Regions from separate parts of the Mus musculus genome. Here all the other regions are linked to region 1. A link is a contact called in public HiChIP or PLAC-seq and promoter capture Hi-C data. All regions are on one chromosome and are shown on one strand. Each heading gives the region's core, a stretch centred on a gene start, on an enhancer-like site or on the middle of the called end of the contact. The rest is flanking DNA. Distances are from core to core; before and after follow the strand shown.

Region 1 (4,070 bases), core at 657-3,156:
AGAGCCTGTAGCTGTTCCCAGGCCAAGCTGGAAAGTGGACGTGGCCTCCTTCCTGCTGTAAGAGCACTGGCACAGCAGGTTGGGCCCCATTCAGTCTTTCTCCCTCCTCTCAAGGGACTGGGCTCTGCCACAGTGGGAGTCACCCCTGGCCCTTTTTAGGGGCAACAGACTCCCAACTATTCTCAGGTGTCCAGAGTATTATTCAGTCCTTCCTCCTTCCTGCCACCCAATACCCTACCATCACAATGGCTAGAGATGCAAAGTGTACCTACAGACTAGAAACCCTCAGTTAGTGGCCCCATGGACAGAGCCTCGACTCTGGGGGAAAGCTGAGCCACCTCAGCTACTGACCCACTTTTGGTCTCTGCCCAAGAGCTCCCCAGGCCCTGTCAGCCAGATCAGTCCCCAGGGTAGACACCTGGCCTTGTACACTGACTGCCTCATTCTGGACCCGGACAGTGAAGGGGTCAGACCCAGGTAGGAACACTCTCACTACCACCTGAAGACAGACCTGCTCTAGATATATCGCAACTTGCTGGGCTACCTTGCCTGTCAAATCAGGCACACCTCTGCTCATTCATGGCCACCCAGCTATGGTTTGACTGTCTGTACAAGCATTGTACACAGCTTCTCAAGATGTGTGTGTGTCAGTATGGAGCAGTCACCCAAAGCCGGGCACTGTGCAGCCCAGTCAACGGCTGTCAGCTAAGGGAATCCACACAAGGCCTGAAGAGCCTCTTGATGGCAAACCACAACCTAAGTAAATACCCTCACCTCTTCCACTGGTGAAAACCTTCAATAGGTACCACCTGCTCTGGCCTGGACAGCTGCTGCTACTGTAGCACTCAGAGAAAAGCTTGGAGAACCACCACCAGCCACACAGCACAGCTAGGAAGCAGGCAGATTTCCTCAGGGCTCCAGACCAGCCTCCACGTCTCTCCCGAGACCCCTGCCAGCAAGCTCATGTATGTGTGCAAGCTTCTATCTGCTCCTGGGTCTGAGACGAGATAAGGGAGAGTGGGTGAGAGAAAGGCCGCATTCCTCCCACACAGCTCATGGTTTGCATTTGGGGAACTCAGAAACACTCCAGGAGGGCACAGAAGCCCACTCAGCCTGGAAGCCCAGTGCCACCTGCTAGAGGGAGTGGACATTCAGCTTCTGATCACCGGAGGAGGCAACCGAGAGGCCAGTCAGAGGTCCAGGGGCTGTCTCGGTGCCCATGCGTGCTGGGTGAATGGGGGTCTCGCCGTGGCGCCTCACCTTCTGCGCCTGGCTGACCATCTTGCGCACCACTTCCTTGATGTGCGGCTGCCCGTCGATGGGTGGCTGCATGTAGACGCTGGCCCGGGTCACACCTCGGTAGGCAATGGTGTCAGGCCAGCCCAGGTCCAGCTGCGGGATGGAGCGGTCCGACTTCTGGGGCCAATACTCCAGCGAGGGCAGCGTCTCCGTGGCTGGGGGCCCGCCCGCCGCACTGGTCTCCTCGCTGGCATCCGCGCCTCCGTTGTCCTGGGGTTCGGGGCGGCGGCCCGAGACCCGCGGGTCCTCAGAGCCCGGGTCGTACACCTCGATGGCCTCCACGATACGCGAAAGCTCCAGCTCCGAAAGAAAGTCGCGGATGTTCTCGCGCTTCAGCACCTCGTAGAAGGCGTCGCGACCCCGGGCCACCAGGGCCTCCAGGGCCAGCCTCTGCTCCTCGCTGTAGAAGAACTCGGGCTTCGACTCGCTGGATCGCCAGTTCACGTGGTTGTCGTCCAGACACTGCACCTGGGAGAAGGCCATGGTGGCCCTCGCTGTGGGAACGCGGCCCGACGGGCACCGCGCTCTCAGGCTCCGGGGCCTCGGCGCCTCTGAGAACCGCACCTGAGGGAATCAGCAAAAGACCGCGGTCGGGGTCAGAGGGCGGGCGGGGGCGTGGCGAAGGAAGGGGCGTGGCGGGTAGTGTGTGGGCGGAGCGAGGCGTGGCGAGGTTAGCCAGAGCCGTCCAGGGCCGCGGTTGTCCTCTGCCTCTGTCTTGGGATCCGCCTGAGGTTCTCGGAATCCTGGGAATAAGCTGGGGCTGACGGGGACCCTCGCCCCAGTCCGGAGTAAGAGCCGGGACGCCAGCCCAAGTGAGGCTCGCAAACCCGGAGGAGGGACTTGCTTACCAAGCAGGTGGCGCCGTGCAGACCGGACGACCCGAGGAACCACAGGCGTTGGTGGTGGCACCGGGCTGGACCGCCGGTGACTAAGGGCGGTCCCGCCCACCCTGCCACCCTCACCTGGGGTCACGTGCGGCCCCGGGGGCGGAGCCGGAAGCTGATTCATCTCCTCAGACGGCGCAAGGCTGGACAATTTGCTGCCTCTAAGCCTCGTGGAAGTCTTCCTCTGCCCCCCAGTCCCGCTGGCGATCCTGGTCCATCTCTGGCCCGGTTCTGTCTTGCGGGTGGGATGCTCAGCTGTCCAGTTGTAGACTGAAGGTTGGGTCGTGGGCCGAGGCCCAGCTCCAGCTCCAACTGCTTCCACACTCTTGCTCTCCATGTGCACAGACCAGATACAGATTAGTCCTGAGCCCAACTGCTTGCTGGGATCCCACCTAGCAGAACCTGGTGCACCTCACATGCCTGAACCCTGCGCCAGAAAAGGGTAGAGAGAACCAAGCTGTGCTCAAACGCAGCTCTTGGCTGTTCCCCAGTGATGGAGACCATTAGGTCCTTATCTGAGGGCAGGATGTCAGGTGCAGTTTGGCAAAGGGCTCCTTCCTGAAGCTTCTTGTTTCAGGACACCAGGCCAATACTGCCCTGTCTTTCTAGCCTACTTACCATCTCTGGGTCAGGATAGAGCTGGTTTGAGTCCCAGTGGACCCTGGCCTTAACCTAATGAGGACAAGCTAATGGCAACATTGTACCCTCCAGACATGTCCTCACTGTTCATTTTCCAGTAAGGCCTCCTTGCCCTGCATTCACTGCTTTCAAAGCTTCAAAGCCTAGTTAGCATCCTTGGAGTCCTCACCACTGATCCCCAGACTCAAACCCTTCACCTCTAGCCTCAAAGTCCTCATCAGGCCTTACACTGGGTGAACACTGTGGTTCATACCTGCTCTTGCTTGGCACTCTTGCCCACCTCGGGCACCTGAGTCACCTCCTTACCTCCCATTCCCAAGGAGCAGAGAGGGGCAGTGATGAGTGTGAGTCTTGTACCCTCAACAAAGATGTGCTGACCCTCAGTTTATTCTCTTGTTCTTACCACTGTGGAGTTCCCGGCTTCATTAAGGAACCTGGCCCTCTGGCTGGAAGGCTCATCTGCTCCACTCAAGTCACAAGAAGCTGTAAAGAGTGAATGGAGAGGCTATTCATTTTCTCCAGTTTCATCTGATATGACTGTCTTGGCCAGAAAATCCTTTGGGCCATCCACAGAGCTGCATCAGATCTTGTGTGTGTGTGTGTGTGTGTGTGTGTGTGTGTGTGTGCGTGCGCGTGAGCGCTGGGGAGTGGGGTATACAGCCTTGTCATTATGTATAGGTTTAACAACCATTACCATCAAGATATGCACACCTCTAATCCCAGGACTTGGAATGCGTGGCAGGATTACAGAATTGCAGGCTGGAGGCCAACCAAAGCTAGCAGGATTGTGACACTGCAGAGCCCTTACTTATTAGAACTAAGCAGCCAGGTCCCCACCCCAACCTTGACAGCCATTTTCTATCTCCTAATCCCGTGGAAATGGCAGCATCATTAGCAAATTTCCAGAGTGCGGTCTAGAATTCTGGGCTGTCTTCTAGCCCCACCAACAATGTGAATGTCTTTCATGTGGCCAACACATGCTCATTATCCATTTGCATATTTGTATAGGATATTATTGTGGTTACTTATTTATTTTGCAGTTCGAGGGATGAGGCCTAGCCTTTCATATGGTAAATAAGCACTCTATGCTCCAGTAGTCTTATTGTGCTATGAATCCTGATGGCTTTTGTTGTCCTTGTTAGGGTTTCTATTGTGATGAAACACCATGGCCAATAGCAACTTGAAAATGAAAGGGTTTATTTTCCTTATACTTCCAGGTAACAGTCCCTCCTCTAGGAAAGGCAAGGT
Region 2 (3,894 bases), core at 886-3,385, 310 kb after region 1:
CCAGCCTGGGCATCTGGCTGTGGACACTCCCATTCTGAGAAGCCAGCACTCTGCTCCACGCATGCAGTCCTGGTGAGGGAACCCCAGTCACAGATACTATCCAACCCTTTGGTACAGAGCTTGGGGTATAGTTGAGGTGTAAGCAGACACAGACCTCAATTTTCCAAACTGGGTAATTGTTCTAAAAGTAGGTAAGAAATCTAAGGAGGGCAAATCGCTTCCTCTCTCTCATCTTGTGAGAAGAGACTGGAGAAGAGTCTTAGTAGATGACATATAGCGTGCAAGGATGACACTAGAGGCTGCCTTTACCTGCACAGGGACCAAGGGGAGAGTCACAGATGTCGTGAAAGGGTGGGGAGGCACTCATGGTCTTGCTTGTCTGATTTTTAGTGGTGTGAATAAGAATGGCCTCCATCGGCTCATACATTGGAATGCTTAGTCATCAGGGAATGGCGATTCTTGAGGATTGAGAGATCCATCACTGTGGGGTGGGCTTTGAGGTTTCTGAAGCCCAAGCCAGGTCTAGTGTTTCTCTCTTCTGCTGCCTGTGGATCTGGATGTAGAACTTGCAGCTATTTCTCCAGCACAGTGTCTACCTGTGTGCTACCGTGCTCCCCACCATGATGACAATGGATTAAACTTCTGAAACTGTAAGCAAGTCCCAGTTAAATGCTTTCCTTCATAAGAGTTGCCTTGGTCGTGGTATCTCTTCACAGCAATAAACACTGACTAAGACAGTCTGTTCTTTTTATGGTGCTGGAACCTAGGACCTCTCATATATTAGATAAGTATTCTACTCCCAGGGATACAACAATCTTTTTTAAACCTGTAGATTCCCCGTGGCTGTAGCTCAGAGGTAGGACTTTTGCTCAGTGTGTGTGTGAAGCTGGGCATGGGTTCCATCCCTAAATACTTAAATACCAACCCCCAAATCCTGACTCCAGAGTCCCTGGTTATCTGAGGGTATGGGTTGAATATGAACTGTCGCCTCTCACAGACTCTTATGCTGAGGTCTTCCTCCACCTGGTGGTCTCACTTTGGAAGGCTCTGGAAACTAGGTTAGCTGCAGAGAGCGAATCACACAGGCATGTCCTTGAAGAGCATTTTGTCTCTCTGTATCCTGGCTGTCACAAGGCAAGAAAACACTCCTCTCTATCCTTTCTTGGACATGGATGGAGACCTCTGAAACCACGGGCCAGAATCAATCCCTCTCCCCTTCAGTTGCTTTTGGGATATTTTGTCACAGCAGTGTGAAACTAACAGTGAGCAGAAACATTTGTTATTCAAGACCAGTTGCCACAGAAGGGACTTTAGCCTCTCTCACAGGAGTCACCTTTGACTTGGAGCTAACATCTGTGAGTCAGTCCTCCTGTGCAGGGCTGCAAGTGGGTGGGACTGTGGAAACGCATCTTGAGTTTACAGATGAGGAGAGTAGGGTCCTGGTGACAAGCCTGCATTTTTCCAGGCTGCAGGTGTCCCTTGAACCTGTATATTCTTGCCACAGTATCTCCTGTTTCTGACCATCCAAGACCAGCGAACACTTCTGTGTTACCCGGACAATGTGGCTTGCTTTTCCCCCTGGTAGGTGTTATGTACTTTAATGGAACAATGAGAGAGAGAGAGAGAGAGAGAGAGAGAGAGAGAGAGAGAGAGAGAGAGAGAGAGAGAGAGAGAGAGAGAGATTATAGAAACCTATAGCAAAGTGTGTGTTGAGCTGACCACAAGCTGCACAGCAGAGACCTTGAACACCCACTACTGCCAGATCCAATATTTGCTGGCCACAGCGGAACCACGATCGGACCTTTGGCTGACCGTAGTGGGATCATGTCTCAGGACTCTAAGTCCTTCCACACCCTAATTTCTCAAGTGCCCTCTGCTCCCTTGCAACGACAGCGACAGCGACTGGAAGGTCCTTGCCTCAGCGCGCTCTTTCCTTTTGCTTCCAGCACTTTTGCAAACTTTTCTGTTCCTACATTAGGGTGCTGGCTAGCCTTTGGAGATGCGCAGGCCTTGGGGTTGCAAGGGCAAGGGGTGAGTCCAAGGTTGCAGATCCTCGGCTGGCGCTGGGCGGGTTTAGGGGAGGCGGCCGAGGGCGGGGACTGGAGTCTTCCAGGCCTGTGGGTCCTCGTGCGGCTTCCGAGCCCTGACACCACGGAGGCCACATGGAACGCACGGAGGAGTCCGCTCCCGGGCCGGGAGGCGCGGACGCTGCGTCCGAGCGCCGTGGGCTACGCTGCCTGCTGCTGCCCGGCTTCCTAGAGGAGCTGCGGGCACTCTTGGTCCTGGCGGGTCCTGCGGTGAGTCAGGTGGCCTCGGCTGCAGGCCGGTCCCCGAGGACTGGGGGCCCAGTTACCTAAATTTCAGGGTCTGACTTGGCGGGGTTGGGGACCCGAAGAGCCTGCAGCGGGCCACAGCTATGGGGATGTGCAGAGCCTAGTGACTCTTGGCGTGCGCCCTGAAGCCAGGGGTTCCTGAAAATAAAAGCACTCAGACCTGTCTCTCTCCAGGCAGAGGCATGAAACAGGAAGGTAAACTGTCACCTTAGAATTAGGCTTTCAAAACTATTTGGAATCTAGAGCCAATGTCTGACGCAGAAGCATCCTGTGTCAGCTCCTCTTCCACTAAGCGCTGCGCTCAAAATCTGAGGTTTTAATGAGGTTCCCTTTGGGTAGGAAGTGCTTTTATTAGTGGGGTCGATTTTACTCATTAGACTAGGTCTCTCTCAATCTCGGCTTTTAGAAGCAACGTGGGAAAAAAACAAAAACAAAAAAACCCCCCAAACCACAGAACCACATCACACACGTGCTGCCTTCTGTTCTCTGTCAGTTTGGGGGTTTTCAGTCCTCAAGGGTGAGAAAGCCACTTCTCTGACACACTCTGTGTGTCTGAGTGAATAAACATTTGGCCAAGAGGCAGACATTCAAGCACCTGGGAGCCCCTGAGCCCCGGCATGTGTGCCCTCTTGACACACACGATAGGGCATAGAGAAGCAAGATCAAAGCCCAGGGTGAAGCCATCAGCTACAGGTCCAGGAGAGGCATAGGAGCTCACAGCCCTCTGCGGTGCTCAGTCTCCAGACTTGAAGTTCAGTTCCTGTGTGGATCTTCCCAAGCATGTTAGGGAACAGCCCACGGACTCAGAACAGCTCCGTTCTCCTTTCTATGAAGTCTATGAGCCGTCAGCTTTGCCGTAACTTAGTCTCACTGAGTTGCTGCCAGAAAAGCTTCCTAAGAATCAGGTGTGGTGTGGTAGCCGTGGCCTGGAATCTCTGTGCTTGGGAGACTGGGGCAGAAAGGTGACTAGAGTGACTTACTGTTCCAAGCCATCCTGGGCTACAGCATGAGCTCCTGCTTCAGAAACCCAAAGAGGAAAAATAGCAGCAGCAGCAGCATTTGGAGCTCATGCCCTCTTCTAGTCACGTGATCCCCAGTTCTAGGCTAATAGAGGGGAACTGGCTACTTTTCCTACATGGGAACATGAATGTATACATGTATGTCATTGGTTTCTCACCAACACAATGCATACCCATTACAGAGGGAAAAAGAAAGGAAGAAAGAACAAATGAATGAACAAACAAACAAACAAATAAAAACCACTAAGACCAACAGAGAAAGGGTTGGGGAGAGGCTCTCAGATCACTTGGGGGGTCACTTGGGAATTTCCCCTGTACTCCTTAGCTGGAGAAGCCAGGTGACCCAGGGACTACTTTGCAAGCCTGCCATCAAGATTTCTGTCCCGGGCAGCTTAGTCTCTTGTGTATGGAGCCCTTCTTGGTCCTCCATCTCTGTGCTAGCTGCTGGGCACCCCCTGCTTCCTAAGGGTTGTGTAATTATCTACTGTCCTATCCTCCCAGGCCCCCCTGGAGAATAGGGTGGCCGTGCTAACCTCCTCTGA
Region 3 (4,161 bases), core at 462-2,961, 270 kb after region 1:
GGAACATGTTCAGGTTGTGGGAAGTAATCAGAGGCAGGCTGTCAGTGCAGTGTGCTAGAAAATGTGGAGTACATAGTGATTCTGCTGCCTTGCCCAGGGGCCTTTGGCCTTCACCTATTCAGTATTTTCAAGGCAATCCAACGGAGTTAGGAAATACTCCAAGTTGAGCCCTGTTTGACTTGGGAGCAAAATCCCAAACTCAGGCTCATTTGGAAGTCCCTCAGCAGATGGGTGTCAACTGTGCAGCACACCTGCTCAACATCAGAAGTCCCCAGAGTCCAGCCACATTGGCCACAGAGGACTAGAAGGGATGGTACAGTCATAGAACCACATGGTCCTAACTCTATCCTGAGCTCCAAGAGAAGCGTCAGGAGGGGGAGATGCCAGGCGCTGCTGGGACCAGCTCAGACAAAGATTTGCTTGTCTTCCAGTCCACGAGAGAACAGAAGGCTCAGCAGATGGACACTGGAGGAAGTTTCATGACCTGTGTCACTACCCACTGGACCAGCCAGGGAACCTGTAAAAGCGATCGTGCTGGGAGAAGGCAGAGCCCCATTGGACAGAGACTGGAGGGTTGCCTCTTCGAGGGCATGGGATGCATACACTCTTGTGTACTTTCTCCTCCACTTGTGCAAGTGCAAGACTCTGAGTCCCTGAAATGATTTGTCTTTAGGGGGCAGCCAGCACAGCTGAGCCTCTGCAGTACAGACAGCGACCTTGCCTAGCACATCCTGTAAGTGTATCTTCCTCTGCCTGGTTTCTCCCACATCTCTGTCATGCAGGGGTAAGGCTCCTGTCCCCACAGTGGCCTGTTCTTTCTCCCACTCTGAGGAAGTTTGGCCTCTTCTATTTGGAATGTTTGGAAAACGATACACCATATTCTGTGTGAGGGAGAGCTTCCCTCATGAGTGCAAGTTTCCCTTGCCCAGTTGTCTTCTATCATTTAGAACAGACAGATCATATGCAGTCCCTGCTCCAGTTGGTACAAGCCTGGGGTGTCCTAGTTTGCTTTCTCTTGCTGTGATAAAGACCAGGACCAAACGCAAAGGAGTGGGGAAAAGCATTTATATCTGGCTCACTCATCCTGATCACTGAGGGAAGCCAGGGCAGGAACTCAAGCAGGGCAGCAACCTGGAGGTGGGAACCAAAGCAGAGACCATGGACGGACCATGATCACTGGCTTGTTTTCAGGCTCACAGTCAGCTGACTTAATACAGACCAGGTTTAACTGCCCAGGCATGGCGCCTGCCACAGTGGGCTGGATGCTCTTACATCAATCATCAACCAAGAAAATGTCCTAAAGACTTGTCTAGAAGCCAGTCTGATGGAGGCAGTTCCTTAGTTGAGATTCTCTCTTCCCAGATACAACTAGGTTTGTGTCAAGTTGAACACACAACAAGCAAACCAACAAATAAACAAAAACAAGCAAACAGTAGGAACCTAACCAGCACAAGAGGCAGTTCCCTTTTGGGTGCTCACCAGAAAGTGGCTGTGAACACCTTTGTATATGTCATTAATGGAGGTAAAACATCAGTGCAGCGTGTGGAGACCCAGAACTTGCCATTGTCCCTCTAGTTCTCGAAGGCCAGAAGCAGAGCCTGTGCAGGGTCACATGACCAGGGGAGGCAGTTAGGAAAGACATCTGTTGCTTCTGCTGTCCTCACTCAGCTGGCTGAGGGCTCTTTTGCTCGACCCACCATATAAAGCCCAGGCGGTGAGGACAAAGTCCTCAAGTGCTAACCAGTCTGTCCTCAGGATGTCCAAACAGCTGGCAGTGTGCATGTGAAGCAGAAGAGCATGGCGCCCTCTAGTGTTACAGTCTGGTTAGGGCCTCGGGTACCTGAAAAGATCCCCCTTGACAGTAGCCAGAATTAACAGTTCTCATCCTGAGGTCTGAGACCCTTGCTCCTTTGTTCTTTGGAACACTTCTGCTAAGTAGGGCCTGCAGTTTCTGTTTTCTGGGTCTTTAAACCCGTTTATTGTTTTCATTTTATTTTATTTTATCTGTGTGGTTGGGACTTACATAACCCAGGTTGGCCTTGAACTTGCTATATAGCTGAGGTTGACCTGGAACTCCTGAGCTTTCTATCCCCACCTCCCAATTTCCAGGATTACAGACTTAGCTACCACACTAGGCTCCTTTATCCGCCTCTGTCTGGATCCACCCTCTCTAGCCTCTCCTTTCTCTTGCCCTGGCTTCTTCCTGGTTCCGAAACTTCTCTTCCAGCTTGGCTTGATGACCGCTCAGTTGCCGGCACCCACCTCGACTGTTTCCGTTGCTCTCTGCTGTCATTTTTTTTTTTTTTTGCCTCTTTGTGTTACAATCTCAACTTTCACAACAGAAGACAAGTGAAGACCATTGGAGAGAAGCCTTTGCTGGCTCTTTAGGGAAGCTGGGTGTCTCCCAGCAACTCACTGGATGAGGTTGCTTATATAGCCCAAGAAATGAGAAGGGCTAGGATGCTAGCATGGACTCTGGAATGTGTCCCGGGTACTTGTGACACCGAGGGAGTCTGGAGGCCAGCATGGGCTTTGATGAGCTGATAGGTGCCATTGATGTCCCTTCTTCCAGAGCAAAGGGAACTGATTGCTTTTGGTGGAGGGAAGGTGTTCCCCAAGTTCCTGAGGAATGCTGGCTTCTATCTAGCCTCTAGATATCCTCCTATAGCCCAGGTTGAGCTCATTGTGGATATTTGGACTGCCTTTTGGAATTAGGGGAGCTGGAATATTCTTTGAACCTGACATTGTTACACTTCAGTCTTAGCCTTCAGACCAGCTCAGTCTATGAGCAGAAGGGAGAGGCAACAAGCTCAAATTTCAGACTGTGCAAGCAACACACCCCTGTAGGCATATATTTTTCTTAACCTACTTTAATAAGAGTTCAACCTCTCCTCTGGCCCACCACCCACCAGAGGTAGTGGAAAAGAAAGGTTATTAGGGTGTTCGCAGCCTTCGTCCCGCAGCCGCCGCTCTTCAACGCCAGCGCCGCCTCTCTCTTGCCGAGCTCCAGCCGAAGGAGAAGGAGGGGGTAAGTAAGGAGGTGTCCATACCATGGCTCGTACAAAGCAGACTGCCCACAAATCCACCGGAAACAACTGTAAAGCACCCAGGAAACAACTGGCTACAAAAGCTGCTTGCAAGAGTGCGCCCTCTACTGGAGGGGTGAAGAAACCTCATCGTTACAGGCCTGGTTCTGTGGCACACCCTGAAATCAGATGCTATCAGAAGTCCCTTGAACTTCTGATCCGCAAGCTCCCCTTTCAGTGTCTGGTGCGAGAAATTGCTCAGGACTTCAAAACAGATCTGCGCTTTCAGAGTTCAGCTATTGGTGCTTTGCAGGAGGCAAGTGAGACCTATCTGGTTGGCCTTTTTGAAGATACCAATCTGTGTGCTATCCATGCCAAACGTGTAACAATTATGCCAAAAGATATCCAGCTAGCTAGCATACGTGGAGAATGTGCTTAAGAGTCCACTATGAGGGGAAATATTTCATTCTTAAAAAATTTTTTTCCCTCTTCTTCCTGTTATCAGTAGTTCTGAATGTTAGATATTTTTTCCATGGGGTCAAAGGTACCTAAGTATATGATTGCGAGTGGAAACATAGGGGACAGAATCAGGTATTGGCAGTTTCTTCATGTTCATTTGTGTGTGAATTTTTAATATAAGTGCAAGATGTAAAGCATTAATGCAAGCAAAATGTTTCAGTGAACACATTTCAACAGTTCAACTTTGTAGCAATTATAAATAAACCTGTTAAAATTTTCTGGACAATGCCAGCATTTGGATTTTTAAAAAAATAAGTAAATTTCTTATTGATGGCAACTAAATGGTGTTTGTAGCATTTTTATCACACAGTAGATTCCATCCATTCACTATACTTTTCTAACTTAGTTGCCCTACATACAAGTACATGTTTTTAATGTTGTCTGTCTTCTGTGCTGTTCCTTAAGTTTGCTATTAAAATACATTAAACAAACAAACAAACAAACAAACAAACAGAAAGGCTATTAGGATATGGGGAAGTGGACCTGTTTAGAAATAGTTCTCTGAGGCGATTCCAACCTTAGTTGTTCTCAGTGCAGTCTACTAGTAAACACCAAATATAAGCCAGCAGCTGCAGTTCAGGCCACTGGGCAGACACCACACAGGAACCAACAGCTG
Region 4 (4,282 bases), core at 148-2,647, 340 kb after region 1:
TGAAGTTAATGCTGAACAAATCCACCCCACATTGAAACATCAGGGCTGGGGATACTGCAGACAGCAATATGTTCAGCATGTTCTGGGCCCTCTAACATAAGTTCTCTCTCTCTCTCTCTCTCTCTCTCTCTGTATGTGTCTCTCTTTGGGTGTGTGTTTGAGAGAGACAGAGAGAGGGAGACACCCCCCCAAGAGATATAAACAGAAAGACAAAGAGACATAGATGAGACAGAGGCAGAGGAGATGCTCTGGAGTGGACAATGCCTGCAATATACTTACCTACCAAATACCAGTATTCGAAACATTGTACCAACCGGAATGTTGATTTTGCACCCCTGGGATTGCAGGGAGTCACCTGGAGACTCTAGCTCACTGCCACTGTCCCCATGTTTCCAAAGGATAGTGTCACACATTGTGAACCCAGGAAAAGCTCCCCGTTCAAAAACAGTCTCTTCTGAATGCGTGTCACTTTTGCATCAATGTTAAAGTTGAGCCCCTGGAAAGTGAATCACTGTTTAAGTCTGGGCCCACGTGCAGTTTTGAACATAGAGACAATTCAGAGCCAGTCATTATAGTTAACAGAATTCAACTGTGCCCATGGGAATTATGAACTGAGAATTCAAAAATTTTGTTTCTCTAATAAATAAGGTAAACACCATATAGTGCAATGTGGGGGAGACTATGGGGGAGTATTAATTCATCTGCCACTGTCAAACATGCACTGCTGTCTACTGTCTTCATTCCGGGCTGGAATTCCTATTTCTTCTGCCTATTGTTTTCTATGCTACAAAACTATATCTGAACTGCTTCTATATTCTTGCTGTGTGACTTCTATTAAATACATTTTATGATATGTCTCTGGGCTGTAGATTATTATTCCGTGAGCAAACAGCGTTTATAAATCATCAGAGGAAGCTCAGATTCCCCTGGGAGAGGGGTGCAGGCAACGGGAGGTCTCTGGAGCTGTAAAGCGATGAAGACCCAGAGTGACAATCCCCCTGGTGGTGGCCATTGGACAAAGCTTGAACAAAGTCGAAGCCCAATTCTTCCAGCCTCTGAAGGGTTGATTAAGTACACACGGATAATTCAGCAAACTTCCAAAGTACAGAAAATGAACACAATTAGAAACGTCAGTCACTATGAGTGTAAAACGGCTCAATTTATTTTTTCTTTTGGTGGTTGGGGCTGGGGTTGGAGTCTGCTACAGGCAGGCATTCCTCATTGAGCTACACCAGCAGCTACACAGTGGCGTTTGGATGGGACCACCTAAACCATCCCTCAGCTTAATTCTTGTTGTGTCTATAAGCACCCAGGCCGAGGCTTGTGCCGCGCGCTGCGCTCGGCGACGGTTGGATTTGGACGCGGCGCCCGGGGCGGGGTGGCGCGTGGGGCGGTTCCCGCCCGGCTCCCTGCACTTCGCAGTGGCTACTCGACTCACGGCTCCACGTGTGGATCGCGCCACTATCTGAGCCTGTGCCATGGAGCCGGCCGAGGACAGCCTGGGAGCCACCATCCAGCCCCCGGAGCTGGTCCGCGTCCCACGGGGGCGCAGTCTGAGGATCCTGCTGGGCCTTCGAGGAGCGCTGTCCCCCGACGTGAGACGGGAGGCGGCCGCGCTAGTGGCGCTCGCGGGCCCGGTGGTGAGTTGGACCCCGAGCTGCGGGCGCGGGGCGACCTCAGGCGGCCCGAGAGTGACCGCCTCTCTGCTCCTTGCAGTTCCTGGCGCAGCTGATGATCTTTCTCATCAGCATCGTCAGTTCCATCTTCTGCGGACACCTGGGCAAAGTCGAGTTGGACGCCGTGACACTCGCTGTTTCCGTAGGTGCTAACTGTTTCAGCTGATGATGTGGTAAAGCCGGAAAGCTTTAATGTGTTTTTATTTGTATAGCGCTGGAAATGGCCTCAGTGCCAAGAATCCGAATTAGAACTGCAGGGTCTGGGTCTGACCCACCGTGCTACTATGATCTTCAGATTTGGGAAGAGAGCGAGTTCAGAGTAAATCCCCGCTTCACCCCCTCCCAACCCCCAGGCACTGCGTCCTGGGGGGACATGAAAGGAGTGTCCCAAGCAGACCACATGGTGCACAGCTACCCTAAATGAACTTTGTGTCCCCACTTCTGAAACCAAACCACCAAAGCTATTAGTTACACGGTTCATTAAGATTGCATGTAAAGTGTCTTTCTTCCTCATGGCTTGCAATCCCGCGTCCTTAGAAGCCTCTCTCCATCTGCTAGCAAGGTAGTGGAAAGCAGCTCGCTTGCATTTGATCCTCACTTTCAGACAGGAGAGAAACTCTTCCTCCAAGGGAGGTGATGGCGACTGGGTCCTCCCCTATTTCCGAAAGTGTCCCTTCTGCCCGCTAGGATGTTGGAATGCCCTGTGCAATAGTGGAGGTCCGCAGTTTCTCTTTCAGTATAATGGAGGAGAGAGACCTGGCGCTCGCTCTCTCTCTCTCTCTCTCTCTCTCTCTCTCTCTCTCTCTCTCTCTCTCTCTGTGTGTGTGTGTGTCTCAGTTTATGTATGGATCTATAACTGTACTGTCAGAATTATAGTTTTAGTTTTCTCTCTCTCTCTCTCTCTGTGTGTGTGTGTCTCAGTTTATGTATGGATCTATAACTGTACTGTCAGAATTATAGTTTTCTCTCTCTCTCTCTCTCTCTCTCTCTCTCTCTCTCTCTCTCTCTCTCTCCTCTTTCTCTGTTGTTGTTGTCTGGCAATTTCCTTTCCTTTTCCTGTTATGTCTCTAGAGTTTCGATGTAAAAACAACAGGAATAAATGCGACCCACAGTGAGACAGGAGGCTTGGCGGTGGTCCGTGGGAGCACCAGTGTGTTCTACAGACAGGGCTTTCTGCAGATAAGGGCAGGACAGTGAGAGCCACTGTCAGCCCTTCATAAATGAGTCAAGGAGATATGTTGCTTTTAGTGAATGTTACCTTGTAACTAATTGTTGGGAAGGTAGTGGCCCAGTGGTTAGATATGTTAAGTTTTATACATTTTGTTTTTGAAACAGGGTCATGCTCAGTAGTCCAGGCTGGCCTTGAAGTTTCAATATTCTTGCCTCCATTGGAATTACGGGCCTAGTCATTTTTGTCTCATCTTTTGTTGTAATGCTGTTCCTGGTGAGAGAGAGAGAGAGAGAGAGAGAGAGAGAGAGAGAGAGAGAGCTCTGACTGTGCTCAGTCTGGTAGAAGCTTGAACAAACCTGGGCTATAGAGGATGACTGGTATTCTAAGCCAACCAAAGGCAGTTAGTTACAACAATAACAACAACCAACCAAACAAACAAACAAACAAATAACAGAACAAAGACACTCTCATGTGTCAAAGTAGGGCAGGGGTGGTATACACCTTTAGTTCCAACCCTTGGAGGGAGGCAGGCAGGCAGGTCTCTGAGTTCAAGGCCAGCCTGGTCTACAGAGCAAGTTCCAGGACAGTCAAAGCTACACAGAGAAACTCTGTTTAGAAAAATAACTTTTTGTTTGTATGTTTGTCTGAGACATGTTTTGTTTTGTTTTGTTTTGTTTTGTTTTGTTTTGTTTCTGTGTAGTTCTGGCTGTCTGGGAACTCTCTGTAGAGACCAGGCTGGCCTCGAACCCCGAGATCCACCTGATTCTGCCTCCTACTGAGTACTGGGATTAAAAGCACACACTACCACTTTTTATAAAGTGAGGTACTTCCTCTTTCCCTTTCCTGGATTGGTTGATCAGTGTGTGCCTCACTGCTGGGTCCCTTGTGCCATGTGCCCTCTGGGTTTCCTGTCTGGTGGGGTAAGTTTAGGGGACTCCATATGTGGCCTGCTACTGACCTCCCGAGGATGTAGGTCTCCGGGCCCATTGTTAGTATCTCAGAGCATTGCTGAGGCAGAGCAGTTTATAAGGAAAGGGTTTCTTTAGGACATTTGAGAGCATGGTACCAGCTTCTGCTGAGATCCAGGGGGAACCTCGGAGCTCCATCATCACATATAGATGGCACCATGGCTTCTGGTAGGAGCCAACAGTCACACAGCGAGACTGAAGGCAAGAGGGACTCAGGTACCTGGCAAACTTCGTACAGTTTGTTCTCAGGGGAACAAATTAGGTCCCGGGATCTCACAGAGCCCAGCCTGACCTCAAACTTGCCATGTTGTAGCAGGGTAGCTCCTCCTGCCTTCACCTTTCCAGGGCTGGGGTTACAGGCATGTGTCACCGTGACCAGTGTCACCATGGCAGTGCTGGCTTGGTGTATTCTAGACAAGCACTCTACCTACTGAGCCCCGTGAGAACTATATTAGCCCCATCTTAGG

Evidence for each region. Promoter capture Hi-C pulls out the DNA fragments that hold promoters and counts their contacts. HiChIP or PLAC-seq counts read pairs in DNA pulled down with a chosen protein or histone mark.
Region 2: a promoter capture Hi-C map of embryonic stem cells shows a contact between it and region 1, with 2.4 times the contacts expected there. The contact joins the promoter of Slc47a1 here to the promoter of Fam83g in region 1. A contact is called at or near these places in 9 of 39 promoter capture datasets (the 3T3-L1 cell line, 3T3-L1-derived adipocytes, the C10 cell line and 3 more), 3 of 115 datasets of contacts at active chromatin or transcription factors (embryonic stem cells and forebrain) and 2 of 9 other capture datasets (adipose tissue and macrophages).
Region 3: an H3K4me3 HiChIP or PLAC-seq map of bone marrow-derived macrophages shows a contact between it and region 1, with 2.6 times the contacts expected there. The contact joins the enhancer-like site here to the promoter of Fam83g in region 1. A contact is called at or near these places in 4 of 39 promoter capture datasets (the 3T3-L1 cell line, embryonic stem cells and liver), 1 of 15 datasets of contacts at CTCF or cohesin (large pre-B cells), 2 of 484 Hi-C or Micro-C datasets (embryonic stem cells and nephron progenitors), 10 of 115 datasets of contacts at active chromatin or transcription factors (bone marrow-derived macrophages, embryonic stem cells, epiblast stem cells and 4 more) and 1 of 9 other capture datasets (adipose tissue).
Region 4: an H3K27ac HiChIP or PLAC-seq map of embryonic stem cells shows a contact between it and region 1, with 3 times the contacts expected there. The contact joins the promoter of Slc47a2 here to the promoter of Fam83g in region 1. A contact is called at or near these places in 8 of 39 promoter capture datasets (the 3T3-L1 cell line, the C10 cell line, embryonic stem cells and 3 more), 3 of 115 datasets of contacts at active chromatin or transcription factors (craniofacial prominence and embryonic stem cells) and 2 of 9 other capture datasets (liver and macrophages).

The regions. Positions count from the first base shown.
Region 1 is chr11:61,682,246-61,686,315 of GRCm38.p6, reverse strand. It overlaps Fam83g (family with sequence similarity 83, member G), which reads right to left and starts at 1,906. Exons shown (of 5, transcript NM_178618.3): 1 at 1,261-1,906. The coding sequence starts at 1,782. The region is part of intron 9 of Slc5a10 (solute carrier family 5 (sodium/glucose cotransporter), member 10); the gene reads left to right.
Region 2 is chr11:61,376,316-61,380,209 of GRCm38.p6, reverse strand. It overlaps Slc47a1 (solute carrier family 47, member 1), which reads left to right and starts at 2,135. Exons shown (of 17, transcript NM_026183.5): 1 at 2,135-2,297. The coding sequence starts at 2,163.
Region 3 is chr11:61,415,706-61,419,866 of GRCm38.p6, reverse strand. It overlaps the pseudogene Gm12271. Among named protein-coding and RNA genes, the nearest start is that of n-TWcca5, 9.8 kb to the right of the region's middle. Within about 2 kb of position 1,711, at least 22 of the 459 cell types and tissues checked have an H3K27ac peak or open chromatin away from gene starts, as enhancers often do. A contact at or near this core is called in bone marrow-derived macrophages, where this site is marked.
Region 4 is chr11:61,339,975-61,344,256 of GRCm38.p6, reverse strand. Slc47a2 (solute carrier family 47, member 2) reads left to right here and starts at 1,397. Exons shown (of 17, transcript NM_001033542.2): 1 at 1,397-1,640; 2 at 1,717-1,818. The coding sequence starts at 1,479. Slc47a1 (solute carrier family 47, member 1) reads left to right here. Exons shown (of 17, transcript NM_026183.5): 17 at 1-857.